Linked DNA regions of Mus musculus: all the other regions are linked to region 1. The links are chromatin contacts, called in public HiCAR-type maps. All regions are on one chromosome and are shown on one strand. Each heading gives the region's core, a stretch centred on a gene start, on an enhancer-like site or on the middle of the called end of the contact. The rest is flanking DNA. Distances are from core to core; before and after follow the strand shown. Region 1 holds the start of Fam174a (family with sequence similarity 174, member A). Region 2 holds the start of Thap4 (THAP domain containing 4). Region 3 holds the start of Neu4 (sialidase 4).

Region 1 (4,278 bases), core at 469-2,968:
CCCTCAAAAACATATCAACTTGGAAAAGGGTGCACTTTAATACCCTTTTCTGATTCTTTTTAAGAATATATACAACACTAAAATGTGACAAGACATATTTTCTTGATATCAGTTCCAATGTAGAATTTCAAGCCTTACCAGTAAATATTTTGTATTTCATACACTTGTAAGAGAATGTGTTATTTGGAAAACAGATGTAAAGTAGGAGCTAAGGAAGACTTGTAAAAAAAACAGATTCCATAAGATTGTTTGGGCGACACAGAAACACCGTACCATTTTAATCAACCACTTAAGACACGCCATGTTGGCTTTCCATTTACAAGTACTTATTTTTTAAAAATCCACATTTCGTTTTGAGGATTTAAGGACATTAAGTAACGGTAGTGTGTAGTTATGGGAAAGTGTGAAGTAATTTGGAAAACAGGAAATAAACAAACCAGTACAGATCTCACAAAATACCATCTGCTCTCATTTTAGGGAAAGGGAAACCACAGTTGTTCTCTTGGCTAGCTAGCCCCTTCTGCTTGGGGGTCTTCCTCTATGTGACACCTCTCCAGAGATGTGGCGCCCAATTAATTGAGGACAATTTAACTTTGGGATAGATTAAGGGCACCATCTAAGAAACATAATTGGCAAGTTTTGCAAAAGTGAAACATCCAATCAGGACTTTGTGCGCTACTTTTATGGTACCCTGCCTCAGAAATAGGAGTGCATTCTAACAGGCAAAACGTGTTAGTTACACCAACTGCAGAGTAGTGAGAGAAGTATTTCACCGCACTGTAATCAAAATTCCTGGGGATGGAAGAGCACTTCTACTTCAGGGTCTGTGAAGGCAGAGGCAAGCCTCAGAGAGCAAGATGCTGAGGTTAGGCTACTGATTTCTAAAGGAAAGGCAACAGCTTGTGTCACCAGCTAAGGCAGCACAGGCCATTAAGACAGCCAACCAGATGGTCTTAGATTCCAGTTCCTGACGCTGGGGCGGGGGCAGGGGTTAAGTCAAGCCCAGGTCACAGACATTGTCCCTGCTTCACGGAGCAGGTCACCTGTCAGCCAGGTCTAGGCTGCAAGGGGGTGCCCATCGAGGCTGTGCCTCACCTGACGGTCCTGACCACGAAGTACACCAGCACCGCGGCGCTCACCACCACCAACACGGTCAGGGCCCGCTGGGTCATGGGTTTGTCGCCAGGACTGGGACTCACGGCCAGGCTGCCACCCTGGGAACCTTCTCCGGCCTTCCCTTCGAGGCCGTCCGCCTCAGACCCCGCCCCGGGGATGCTGTCATTGCGGCTCTCCGCGCCTGGCAGCCCGGCAGCATCAGACTGAGCTTGGCCCCGAGGCTGGGCCGCGGTGGGGCCCGGAGGAAGCGGCGACAGCGTGTGCGGCCCGGGCTTGGGAGACTTGGACTCCTGCACCTCCCTGACCACCATCGACGGTACCGCCCCGGACCCGCTCAGAGCGGGCAGCAACAACAACACGAAGGCCGGAGCCAGGAAGTGGCAAGGCCCGGAGCAGCCGCGCGGGGTCGGCATGGTCTCCACGCCGGCCTCTCAGCACGCCGCAGCCGCCGGGCCGGCCTCCCGGTCCGCAGCGCCGACCATGGGCGCGCCGGAACCGCAGAGCCGACTCTCCGGAGGAGAGCGGGTGGCTGAGACTGCGCCGGGTGGCTTCGGCGGCGGCGGCGGCAGCAGCCTGCCGGGACAACCGGAAGTTCGTACATCCCCGCAGCCACTGCTGCTACGGACGCCTCCGGTTGCTAATATGTAGGGGCGGGCTGCGCTCAGTGACGTCAGAGGTTCGAGCCTATTGCGCACGCGTAGCTGTGGGACGCTCTGAGAGGTCCCAACTAGGTTTTCCATGTTTCAGGAGTGTTCCTAATAGTGAAAAGGCTTGGGCCAGAGTGGGTAACCTGAACAAGATGAACAGTTATGCCTACAGTTCTTTCCAAGTGGGGAAACGGGAGCAATAGGAAACTCGATTTAATTTCCTTGATGTCAAACTTCATAACTACATCTAATCAGTAAACACTTCCTCTCAGTTCCCTCAGGAGGATCACAAACTTTAAAGAGAGCTTTTTCTAGCTGTAAGGGTATCGACTATTCTTGGAATCCCTTTCTTTGGAAAATGTAAAGTTGTTTATTCAGGTTTTCCCCCTTTAAAGTGTAAATATTTGTAAAAACCTCTCTTGTCAATTTCCAGAGACCTACAGTCATCCTTTTGAAATAAAACCAACAAGAAAATTGTGCCCCTGTTAACTAGTTTTTGCTATGGGCTGCCTCAAGCTGCAAAACTATCCCTGAACTTATGGAAGAGAGAAAGTTTGTATATTACCTTAGCAAATACCTGGGGCTGTGATCTGCCTACTCTAGTTTACTTTACAGAACTTGAACTCCAAATTTAGTTCTCTTACATTTGAATAATGTTGCCTTTATCTAAGATTTCCATCAAGTAACACTGAGAAAAACCAGACACCTGCCTGGGGCATTGGAGCATGGGTTGTGTATAAATATGATTAGTTCTTTCTTGAGCTTTCTTTCAGTCTATTATAAACAGATTTTTTAAAAGGCTTTCTCAGACATCTGTCAAGAGTCAGCTGTTTAAGGGTCTGGAACTGCAATTTAGTCCATGTCCTGGAAACTATTAGGATTACCCTGAAGACACTGCAGTAGCTATAGAGGACCTCTAAAATCACAGCTGAAGACATGTTCTAGACAGCCTGTTCCAATCTTAAAATGCAGAACGTCACAAGACAGGTATCTGTGAATTCTACTTAATTTTGCAGGCATTTTCAAACAAGAGCTGAAGTATTTCCCTTGTGAGGGTTAACAAAACTTCATTTTATGCTAAGCATCCAACTTGGTACCCATTAGCCATTTGTCTCTGACTCCAGTCCCTTGAAGATAAGCTCCCAGTAACCTGGACTCAGTGACCACATACAGAAATGCACAGCCATGGCATTATGATATGACTAGCTGCTTTTTTAATTGTGTAATTTACTTATGCAGATACCCAAAGATTGTTTGGCCTTGCCCACGTAAGCTTGGCAGAAAAGACCAGTATTTGGTTATTTGCATAAATATTGAAGATCTTGTGGTTTTGTCTTTAAAAAGCCTTTCCCCATACCACTCCTCACAACATGCATGAGCTTGGGCTTTAAGACTATTGCCCTGCTAGCAGATAATCAATGCATCTTTTAATTATAATGTAATTGACTCTATAGTATTTTCCCGAGGGGTCAAAAAAGCCTCCATAACAACCTCTTGGCCAACAAGAGATCTCTGGTTGATACAAACATAGTTCTTCATTCTCAATAGGTGTTGTGCTATAATTTGTGCAGATACACTGTCATTTGCCCACAGGTCTGCTGTAGTCAGTATAGACATTCTTGTAACACCTGTTTTTTTGTTTTGTTTTGTTTTGTTTTGTTTGTTTTGTTTGTTTTGTTTTGTTTTGTTTTGTTTTAATAGATGGTTGAGGTCACTTTTTGAGCCACCAGGAGAGAGTCTTCTGTGTTGTCCCCAGTTTTTGCAATATTGGGCACAGTAGCTTCCTCTGTATTTACCTTTCCTTGTTGAATTTTTTTTCTTTGTCACTATTGGTGCTGGATGAACTATAAAACGATCAAAGGCAGAGTCAAAGTAAGCGTGGTGGTTTGAATAGGTTTGGACCCCATAGACTCATGTGTTTGAATGCTTGACCACAGGGATTAGCATTATTAGGAAGTGTAGCCTTATTGGAGTAGGTGTGGCCTTATTAGAGAAAGTATTATGTTACTGTGAGGGCAGGCTTTAAGGTATATTACCTTGTTTTACCAAAAATACACCATTATTATTCTTAATTTACAACTAAGAAAACTGAGATAGAAGATAATTTTGCTAAGACAGGTGTGTCTAGTAGTATTGCTAAATACAGACCCCTTGTGGTTCCAGCAAACAGATTATTTACTGCTTTATTATTATGTTTGCCCAATTCTAGCTTATTGTCTCAATCTGCTATTTCTAGGATAATAGGCAATAACCAGTCACCGTAAAATCATTGTGGCATAAACCAAGTAAACATTTCTCTTTCATACATGAGTGATTAAAGTCTTGTCAGCTATCTCAGCCTAAACCTGTCTGTACTTGGTTCTAGGCTGCCTGTTTAATTCATTTATACCTGGTAACTTCTTATATTCTTCCAGGATCAGAGTACTGAAGTTATCATATTCTTTTCAAGGGTAGTATCAAGTAGAAGGGTAGTAGAGAACAGACATAGAGAGGAACAATATGTTTGTTTGTTTGT
Region 2 (4,278 bases), core at 817-3,316, 1.6 Mb after region 1:
AATGAATTATCCAAAAAAACCTTTAAATATGCTTCCAAAGTGAGATTTGTTTTTGTCCATCCTGCTACAGTTCCAGTCACCTATAACCTAGCCCACATCACTCTCCCATATAAGCACCATCCAGGCCTATATACTTCTGGTCTCCTGTAGAGAATGTCAGGGGCCTCAGACAGCATTTCTTTTCCTTTGTCCATTTTTCTAGTCCAATGTCTAGATTGAAACTCCTGATACCCAATAACAAATGTAGTTTATAAAAAGATCAAGGTAGGTAGGGCAGGATGGCTCACACTTTTTAAGTCCAGCACTTCAAGGCCAGCCTGATCTACATCCTGAGTTCTAGTACAGTGAGGGTTTTGTGGAGAGATACTGCTGAGAGAGAAAGAGAGAGAAAACACACAAACACAGCACACACAATTATAAGAATAACCAGAAGCAACATTACAAGGGTGGTGGGAGATCAGAAGGTAGATCATAAAATGCCACCCAGAATTATATCAGGAGAAAAATTGCACCATCATACTGTATTTAAAAAAAAGTGTTTTATCACCATTAACACAAGTCTTCAAACACAGATGTCTTTTGAGTTTGATCTCACAGCAGCATTAAACACCCACTTAATTTCAGCATTGGGGATGTACAAGCAAGCAGATATATTTCTGTGAGTCTTGGGTCAGCATGGTCTACATATTAGACAAGACTAAACAGTGAGGCCTTGTCTTTAAAAAAAAAAGTGGGGGAGAGGATAATTAAGTAATTCAATGTATTATCCCATTCCACACCTCCAAGAGGCACTGTGGTGTGACAGCTTCAGTTATTCATTCTAAAAAAAAAAAAAAAATGAATTATCTTAAAAAAATATACACCTGGCTCATGCATCTTGGGGAGTCAACGTTCCTGCTTCCTCCAGCTACGGATGCCATAAACTGCTGAAATGTGTATTAACTGTAGGCATTACTCCCAAGTAAGAGCCGACTACTTCTCTAACACAGCTGTCAGAAGAAAACCATCAAAAGCAACGCCATTCAAGAAAAGTACAATGAAATCAGGTAGCAGGACTCCTTCACAAAGGAGTGGATTCTTGAAGGCAGGTCGCTCTTAAATTAAAAAAAGGAAAAAAGAAAAAGAAAACCAAAAAAAAAAAAAAAAACCCGCTAACGCTGCTGAGGGAATGAGAGAACCTCTGTTGGGGGTGGGGTGGGGTGGAATGGGGTGGGGTGGGTATTTTTAGGGCTATTAGCAAACAACTTATTTGATAGATTTGCATCTCCAAGACTTCTGGCCAACATAAACAAAGAACCGCACTCTCCAGCTTCAGAAGCAAGAGTCAGTTAAAAACAAACAAACAAACAAACAAACAAAACCCACCCACACTTAACCCAGTATTAGGACCTCAAGAAGTCAAAGTAGCATGTGACTGATCCGCTGTCAGAACAGGAGCGGGGCTCACCTACACAGGTTATTGAACTTCAAAGACAAAAGATGTGCATGTTGTGGTAGCTGGACCAGCGGCCAACAACTTGACAGAAGTTAAAGAGGTCGGCTCTTCAATGGACACCGCAAGGCCCACCCTCGCGGCGCACCGGTCCTCTCCGGGCACCAGGGTGCCCGCGTCCTGATGCGTCCCTCAGACTCCCTGCCCTCACGCCCGCAGCCGCGAGCCCACAGGCTGGGACGCTCCCCGAGGGCCGCGGCCGAGCGCCGGAGGCCGAGGCGCTGACGAGTGGCCCCGCGAACCCGGTACTGAGCGCTGCGGGGAGGCGCGGCCCGCCCAGCCCAACACACCGGCCTCCGCCCCAGCGGGCGGCCACGGGAGCCCGCCCGCGACAGGGCAGGCGTCCGCCCTCCTTACCTGCGTCCATCTTCCCTGTCCGGCTGCCGACTGACCGTGCCGTCGCTCCGACGGACTACTGCGCGACACGGCGACGGGAAGCCGCGGCAGCCAAGCGCGGCGCAGCGGAAGCGCGGGCGTCGCCATCTCGCCGTACGGCGGTGGGCACGCGGGGGGTGGGGCCTCGGCGCGTGTGGTTCCTAACCGGACGCGGCCGCCCCGCCCCCGGCCCGCGCCGCCGCTTCGGAACACCCGGGAGCCGGCCCGAGCTGCGCTCCTCCGGCGCCGCCATCTTTCCGTACAGACAGCCACCCGCGCATGTCTCGGTACGGACTCACCGCCCGCTGCGGCCGCGACGCCGGCGCCGTGGCCGGGCAGTCCGAGCGCAGCGTGGTGCGGGCGGCAGCGCGCAGCCATCTTGCCGTACGGCTCGGCCGCGGCCCACGTCCCGAGCTGTGTCGCCGCGCTCCCTCGGGGCGGGTCGGGCCAGCGGGCGGGCGGCAAGGATCGGAGCCTGGCGGCGCTCACGACCGAGGCCCGCAATGGTGATCTGCTGCGCGGCCGTGAACTGTTCCAACAGGCAGGGCAAGGGCGAGAAACGCGCTGTCTCCTTCCACAGGTACGCGGCCCGCCTCCGGGTCCGCCACGCCCCCGCCCTGGCCGGGGCCCGCGGGGAAACTGAGGCCGCGCGGCGGGCCGAGCTCCGGGGACCGGGAGTGGGGGGCCGGCTAACCGAGGGTAACTGTGGGAGGTGGACGGGTCGTGGAGCTTTATGACCTTGGCTTGGACCGCCGGCTTTGGGGACCAGCACGGCCATGCCTCGGGCAGAGCGGCCGGAGGCCCCCTCCGCCACCTCCACCAACGGGCGTCGCACTGATTTGGGCTGGCCCTGCCAATTTCAGGAGTATTCTGCAAGGGCGCCTTCTCAGGTTAATCCTGATCTTTGCTTTCGGGCAGTTCTCCACTCTTGCCTCGGCGGGGCAAGCCCGCCCGGAGGTGTGTGGCAGGAGTGCGGCCCGGCGCACGCAGCTCTACTTCCTGCATCCATAGCCCTCATCGCCTTCCTATGGGGTCCTGCGGCCCAGGCACTGGCACCGATCACCTCCCGCATCCTGCACTCTGGCAGAGGCCCGGGGGATGACCGTGGAAAGGGCTTTCCAGGGGGTTCTCGGTGGCCCTTGTGCGGGCCGCGCCTTCCAAAGGCTTTCGAGACTCCCTCAGTTGGTCCTCTCCTGTGATTTCCAACAGGAGTGAACAGCGAGCGAAGGGACTCTGCCTTGGAAGTCACTTCGCACATCCTGCCACCTCTTAGTACTTGGTGTTAAAATTTAAAGATGGGAATGGCACGTATCTGTTGAAAGTTCACAGGGTTACATTAAGTCTCCAGTCCTTAAGACCTGGTTCAAAACAAAACCTAGTAACGTTAAACAATCTTACAAGTCAACCAGAATGTTTCCGTAACAATTTCACATAGAACATGCCCCAGAAGTTTTGTTAACAGTTGAAAATGAGGCAGTGTTGCAAGGACTGATGTTGGCTTCCCCATGTTCTAACATGGTATATGGGTAGACAGTGCCCAAATTGGGGCGGGGAAACTCCAGAAATCTAGCTCACTAAACACTGATAAAGGTTATAAGATCACATTGCTTACAACGTCCAGATCCATCCTATTAAGGCCAGTCTTGGTCCACAGCAGGTTCCTCGAGACTGGAAAAGCTCAGGTGGAGCTCTGAGCACCTGAGAAAGCCTACCATGTGTAGTCAGTTTGGTCTCACAAATCTTGCCTTAAGTGACCATTAAATAGCTTCATTAGATGAGGGAAGAAATTACTAAGCATGTTATTGAACATCTAATTTTTTTTTCCCAGTTTTCCTCTTACGACGTAAAATACTACATAAAATTTACCATTTTTGTCTTTGGGGTGTTTTGGTGTGTGTGCACAGGCACGTGTCTGTGTGTGTGTTTTGAGACAATGTCTCATTGAATTGCCTTGTTGGCCTACATCGCATTGTTTTAGTCTGCTGGTCTTGTAGACGTCCTTCCTCTGCCTCCCAAGCTCGGGAAATACTGGCATGAGCCACCAAGAACAACTGGGTTTTTTGTTTGTTTGTTCTGGTCTTTTCAGAAATCTGCCTGCCTCTGCCTTCCAAGTGCTGGAATTAAAGGGGTGGGCCACCACCACCTGGCCTTGGATTGTTTGTTTGTTTTCTTTTGAGTCAGTGTCCCTTTCCATAGCCCTGATTGTTCTGGAACTCATTTGTAGACAGGCTGGACTTGAACTCTCCTGCCTTTGCCTCCCAACTGCTAGGATTAAAGGTTTACACTACCACCCTAACCTATGACTGACACATTCAGCATAACTTCCCAAAGGTTTACCCAGGCTCCTAAAGGAGGTTTTGCTGCCTACTAAGAGAAATACCTAGGCGAGACATACAAAGTACTCCTACCAG
Region 3 (4,278 bases), core at 1,225-3,724, 1.3 Mb after region 1:
ACATCAGATGTCACCTACCCTGCAATGCAGCACCAATGGCTTCCTCAGTGAGATCTCGAACACTGCCCCAGGTGAGGCCAGCGTCACAGCTGGTCACACAGCAGAGGCGAGCAGCGTTCTTGCCAGTGGCGATTTGCACGGCCTCCGGTGTGTGGCCCAGCACGGCAATGAAGAAGAGGAAGATGGTACCAGAGTGCTCATCCAGCACCGGGCAAGGGTTCATAGACCTGTGCTCCTCCAGTACTGCAGTCTCCAGTACACTCAGAGTGCCCCACTGAGGGAAGAGAAGCAGATGGTTGAGACTTCTGGAGCCTGGCCTCAGTCTCCAGGGAGATCTATAGAGCTGGGCTCAGTTTCCTCTGCACCTAACACTCACCCGCACTGAGCCCCTGGTCAGCGTGCCCCTCCGTAGCACCAGGCGGTGGGCATGGGAGTCATCAGGGCTAAGTCGCTGTTCCGCGAAGGCCAGCAGAGTAGGCCTGGGAGGCACACAGAGTAACGCAGGCACACGGTAGGTCAGGCCCGTCCTTTCCCTCTGGAAGAGCACCGTTCTCCTGGGAACACGCGTGGGCCCCATAACCTTCCAGTAGGAGCAAGGTACCAGGGAGTCTGTTGGGGAGGAGGCTTCACAAGTTTACATGGCCACAGGCACGACCCATGCCCACCTGATCATCTTTTTAAAATTATTTTTTATTAGATATTTTCTTTATATACACTTCAAATTTCAAATGCTATCCCGAAAGTTCCCCATACCCTACACCCCCCTCATTCCCCTACCCGCCCATTCCCACTTCTTGGGCCCTGGCGTTCCCCCACCCCCACCCCTGTACTGAGGCATATAAAGTTTGCAAGACCAATGGGCCTCTCTTCCCAGTGATGGCCGACTAGGTCATCTTCTGATACATATGCAGCTAGAGACATGAGTTCCGGGGGGTTCTGGTTAGTTCATATTGTTGTTCCACCTCAGCTATTGGATGGATCACAGGGTCACCTGATCATCTTAATGGCGCTTTCTATCTGCCTCAGCCCAGATTTCTCACAACCCATCCCCAGGCCCCTCACTACCACTGTACCCCAAATGTCTATGAATCTGGCCCCTCCCTCCTTTCTAAGCTTCTCCTTTGCTCGGCTAGCTAGTGCTGGGGAGCTGGGCAGAGAAACCATGCCCTGCCAGCTGGTGTGTCCTGGACACTCATCTTCATGGAACTCACCCAACAAGAGTTCTGGACAAAATCAGACCAAAAAAAAAGTTAGGGAGAAGTATTCAGTGTCAACACCTGTGGTATGTGAGACCAGACATCACACAGCAGGGGCAGATGAACCCTGGCACCTACCCACATGGAAGCAGAAGGGAGCTCCAGCAGTCTCCATGGCGAATAGCTTCAGACACAGGAGATGCACAGCAGAACAGCCCTTACCTGCAGCATACATACCCCCAAGTAGTTCTCATAAGCGCCAGAGAGATTACCAGGGGACGGGGTCGATCAAAAGGCAGAAAAAGAAAAGCCAAGAAAAGCAGAGAAGCCCTAGCTTAGCCCTAAGTGGATTCCTCCCTGTCAGAGCAGGGTCAGTGTGAGGCTGAGAAGGTAGAGGATTGGTGGACAGAATTCCAGAACTGGGAGGATGCGGCGAACAAGGAAGGACTAAGGCCTCCCCTCATGATCATCTACTGTCCTGCCTCCTACTCTATACCCTGCCATTTCCTAACCTCACCCACAAGCCAAGGATCAAGTAGGCATCAATCAGTCTCTGTGCGATCAGAAACCTGCTTATGAACACCTTACCCCTTCTTGTCCATACAGCTACCCCCTTCCCCATGCATCCCCATCGGTGGGTCCCTGGACCGAGTGACAGCTAGAAAATACTTCCACATGGAACTGGAGCCACCAGAGGATGGCAGTCCCAGAGAATATTTTCTCCCCACTTAGCCTCCCACACAGAACGACCTATTAGAGGTATGTTGGGGGCATGAACCGAATCTGCCAGAGACTGCTGTCTGATTGGCACCATGGCAGACCAGAAAGTGAGTGTATATAGCTGATGGGGAAAAAGAGCAGCGTCTGCTTTACCTGCAGGACATGAACAGTTAGAGCCCACTGCCATCTAGGCCAGACCACCACCAGCCAAACAGCTCATGGTCAGGCTCCCCAGGCCAGGACATAGCCAGACACACAGCCCACACCAGCCACTCCTGACCAGCCTACCAAGAGCCACACAGAAGAAACTAGCTCAGAACACCAAGAGGAGGCATCTTAGCATAGCACCTGGACAAAGATTAAGTCTCAGTAGGAACTTAGTATGACCTCACAGATTGGAACACAAGATAGACAAGTAGAAGACAGTCACTCACGTAAAGCAATATCAGGCTCCGCAGACCACCGAGGGCTGTGCTGACCACCACTAGAGCCAAGCCTTAGGTCCTCTGGGTCTGCCAGGCACAGTCTGGGCCACAAGCTCCGTGATGCACACTGTCCTGTTCAACCACTAATAGCTCTGGGGCTTCTGAGAAGCCTCCTGTCTCCTAGAAGACCCCAGCTCTGCACTCAAAGGGTGATTGTACCCAAGTAGAAGCAGGTGCGGAGAGCCACGCGTCCGCTCAGACCGAACAGGCACAAGAGAGACATTCTCTGTCTATTTGGATGGTTTCCCAAAGTCTAGGACCACAAGAACTGTGAATTCAGCCTGCTGGGAGCCTGATCCCACTCCCCAGCCTGGAAACAGAGCAGGACCCAAAGAAGCCCCAGATACCCATTGTACATAGGGTAAACTGAGAGCTATGAAGGGGACAGGGCTGTCAAACATTAAAGGCATCCTTTTCTGAGATTGCTCTGGGTTTCCATAGAGACCTCCATCAAAGAGCAGGACCTCCCCCATACCACTGCCCAAATGGCCCATTCAGGAAGTACCAGGGACAGGGATTGTCCAGGAGTACGGTGTTTCTGCACAGACTCATGCCATCCCAAGTGAAGTCTTCCTTAGGTGAAGGATCACCGAGAGAAAATTGAAGCTTTTCAGCTCTGGCAGAAATAGTACAGCTTGACCTGGGCAACCTATTGCCCTAGAACACCAAAGCCAGGCCAGGCCTTTGCCTCACACCCTTACAGACCACGCCATGTTTGAACTTGTCAGCTTCATACCAGGGAAGTCAGATTCCCTTCTTCGGGTCCTTGGCCAGTTAGAAACCATCAGAGATCAGGGGTTTTTCTCTTAAACTCTAATAAAATTGTCTTAGAAATTCCCTGAGTCCATTGTTAAGTTCTTTTGTGAATTTTTTTAAAGATTTATTTATTTTATGTGAGTACACAGCCACTGTCTTCAGACACACCAGAAAAGAGCATCAGATCCCATTACAGATGGTTGTGAGCTACCTTTTGGTTGCTGGGAACTGAACTCAGAATCTCTGGAAGAGCAGCCAGTGCTCTTAACCACTAAGCCATTTCTCCAGCCCCATGAATTTTTAATTAAATTAAATTAATCTAACTAATGAATTGATGAGAAAGAATTTTATAAATTCTTTTTAATGAAACTAAGAGGTCAATGAAGGCATCCCAGTTTTCCCAGTAACATGACAATAATGAAGAGACTCTAAGAATGCTCCTTTTGATGTGTATTATATTGGCAAATTGTGATGTGCAGCGTAAGCTCACTGAGAAATTGGCTCTGGAAGCAGGGCCACCCTTCATTTCAGGAAAGAAAATAACAAAACTGGCCAAGAATGAATGCATTATTGAGAATAGCTGGAGGTAAATCATTTCCAACTGAGGTTATTTTTTTAAGATTTAGTCTAATTATGCATATGAGTATGTCTGTATGTGGGCATATACACATGAGACAACGCATACATAATCATATACAAAGATGGATTTTAAGAGTATATGTGTAAAAATCTTTCACTTATTTTTATAACTTGTCAGGTTTTTAAAAGATTTATTTCTCTCTCTGTGTGTGTGAGAGAGAGAGAGAGAGAGAGAGAGAGAGAGAGAGAGGAGAGAGGACTTGCATGCATGCTCCTGTGGATGCCTATAGAAGCCAGAAGAAAGCATTGGATCACCTGGTGGTGGAGTTATAGGCTGTGTGAGCCACCTCATGTAGGTACTGGAACCTAACCCTGATCCTCTACAAGAGCAGTATGTGCTTAATGGCTGAGCTCTCTCTCTAGGTCTCATTGTCAATTTTAAGTTAGACATTGGTTTGATTTTTTTTCCCTCCCATAGTGTTAAGCAGTTAAAATCTCAAATTGATCTTGGTGAGGTTGTCTAGGCTTAAAGAAACAGTACA

What was found. HiCAR-type assays count read pairs that join an accessible place to other places.
Region 2: a contact with region 1 is called in a HiCAR-type map of astrocytes, with 2.3 times the contacts expected there. The contact joins the promoter of Thap4 here to the promoter of Fam174a in region 1. A contact is called at or near these places in 1 of 115 datasets of contacts at active chromatin or transcription factors (astrocytes) and 2 of 9 other capture datasets (adipose tissue and pancreatic islet).
Region 3: a HiCAR-type map of astrocytes shows a contact between it and region 1, with 7 times the contacts expected there. The contact joins the promoter of Neu4 here to the promoter of Fam174a in region 1. A contact is called at or near these places in 4 of 39 promoter capture datasets (frontonasal cranial neural crest, hematopoietic stem and progenitor cells, hippocampal neurons and 1 more) and 1 of 115 datasets of contacts at active chromatin or transcription factors (astrocytes).

What each region holds. Positions count from the first base shown.
Region 1 is chr1:95,311,068-95,315,345 of GRCm38.p6, reverse strand. It overlaps Fam174a (family with sequence similarity 174, member A), which reads right to left and starts at 1,718. Exons shown (of 3, transcript NM_026321.4): 1 at 1,096-1,718. The coding sequence starts at 1,529.
Region 2 is chr1:93,752,626-93,756,903 of GRCm38.p6, reverse strand. Thap4 (THAP domain containing 4) reads left to right here and starts at 2,066. Exons shown (of 6, transcript NM_025920.3): 1 at 2,066-2,447. The coding sequence starts at 2,371. It overlaps Atg4b (autophagy related 4B, cysteine peptidase), which reads right to left and starts at 1,999. Exons shown (of 13, transcript NM_174874.4): 1 at 1,850-1,999. The coding sequence starts at 1,859.
Region 3 is chr1:94,018,689-94,022,966 of GRCm38.p6, reverse strand. It overlaps Neu4 (sialidase 4), which reads right to left and starts at 2,474. Exons shown (of 4, transcript NM_173772.3): 1 at 2,351-2,474; 2 at 377-609; 3 at 19-274. The coding sequence starts at 577.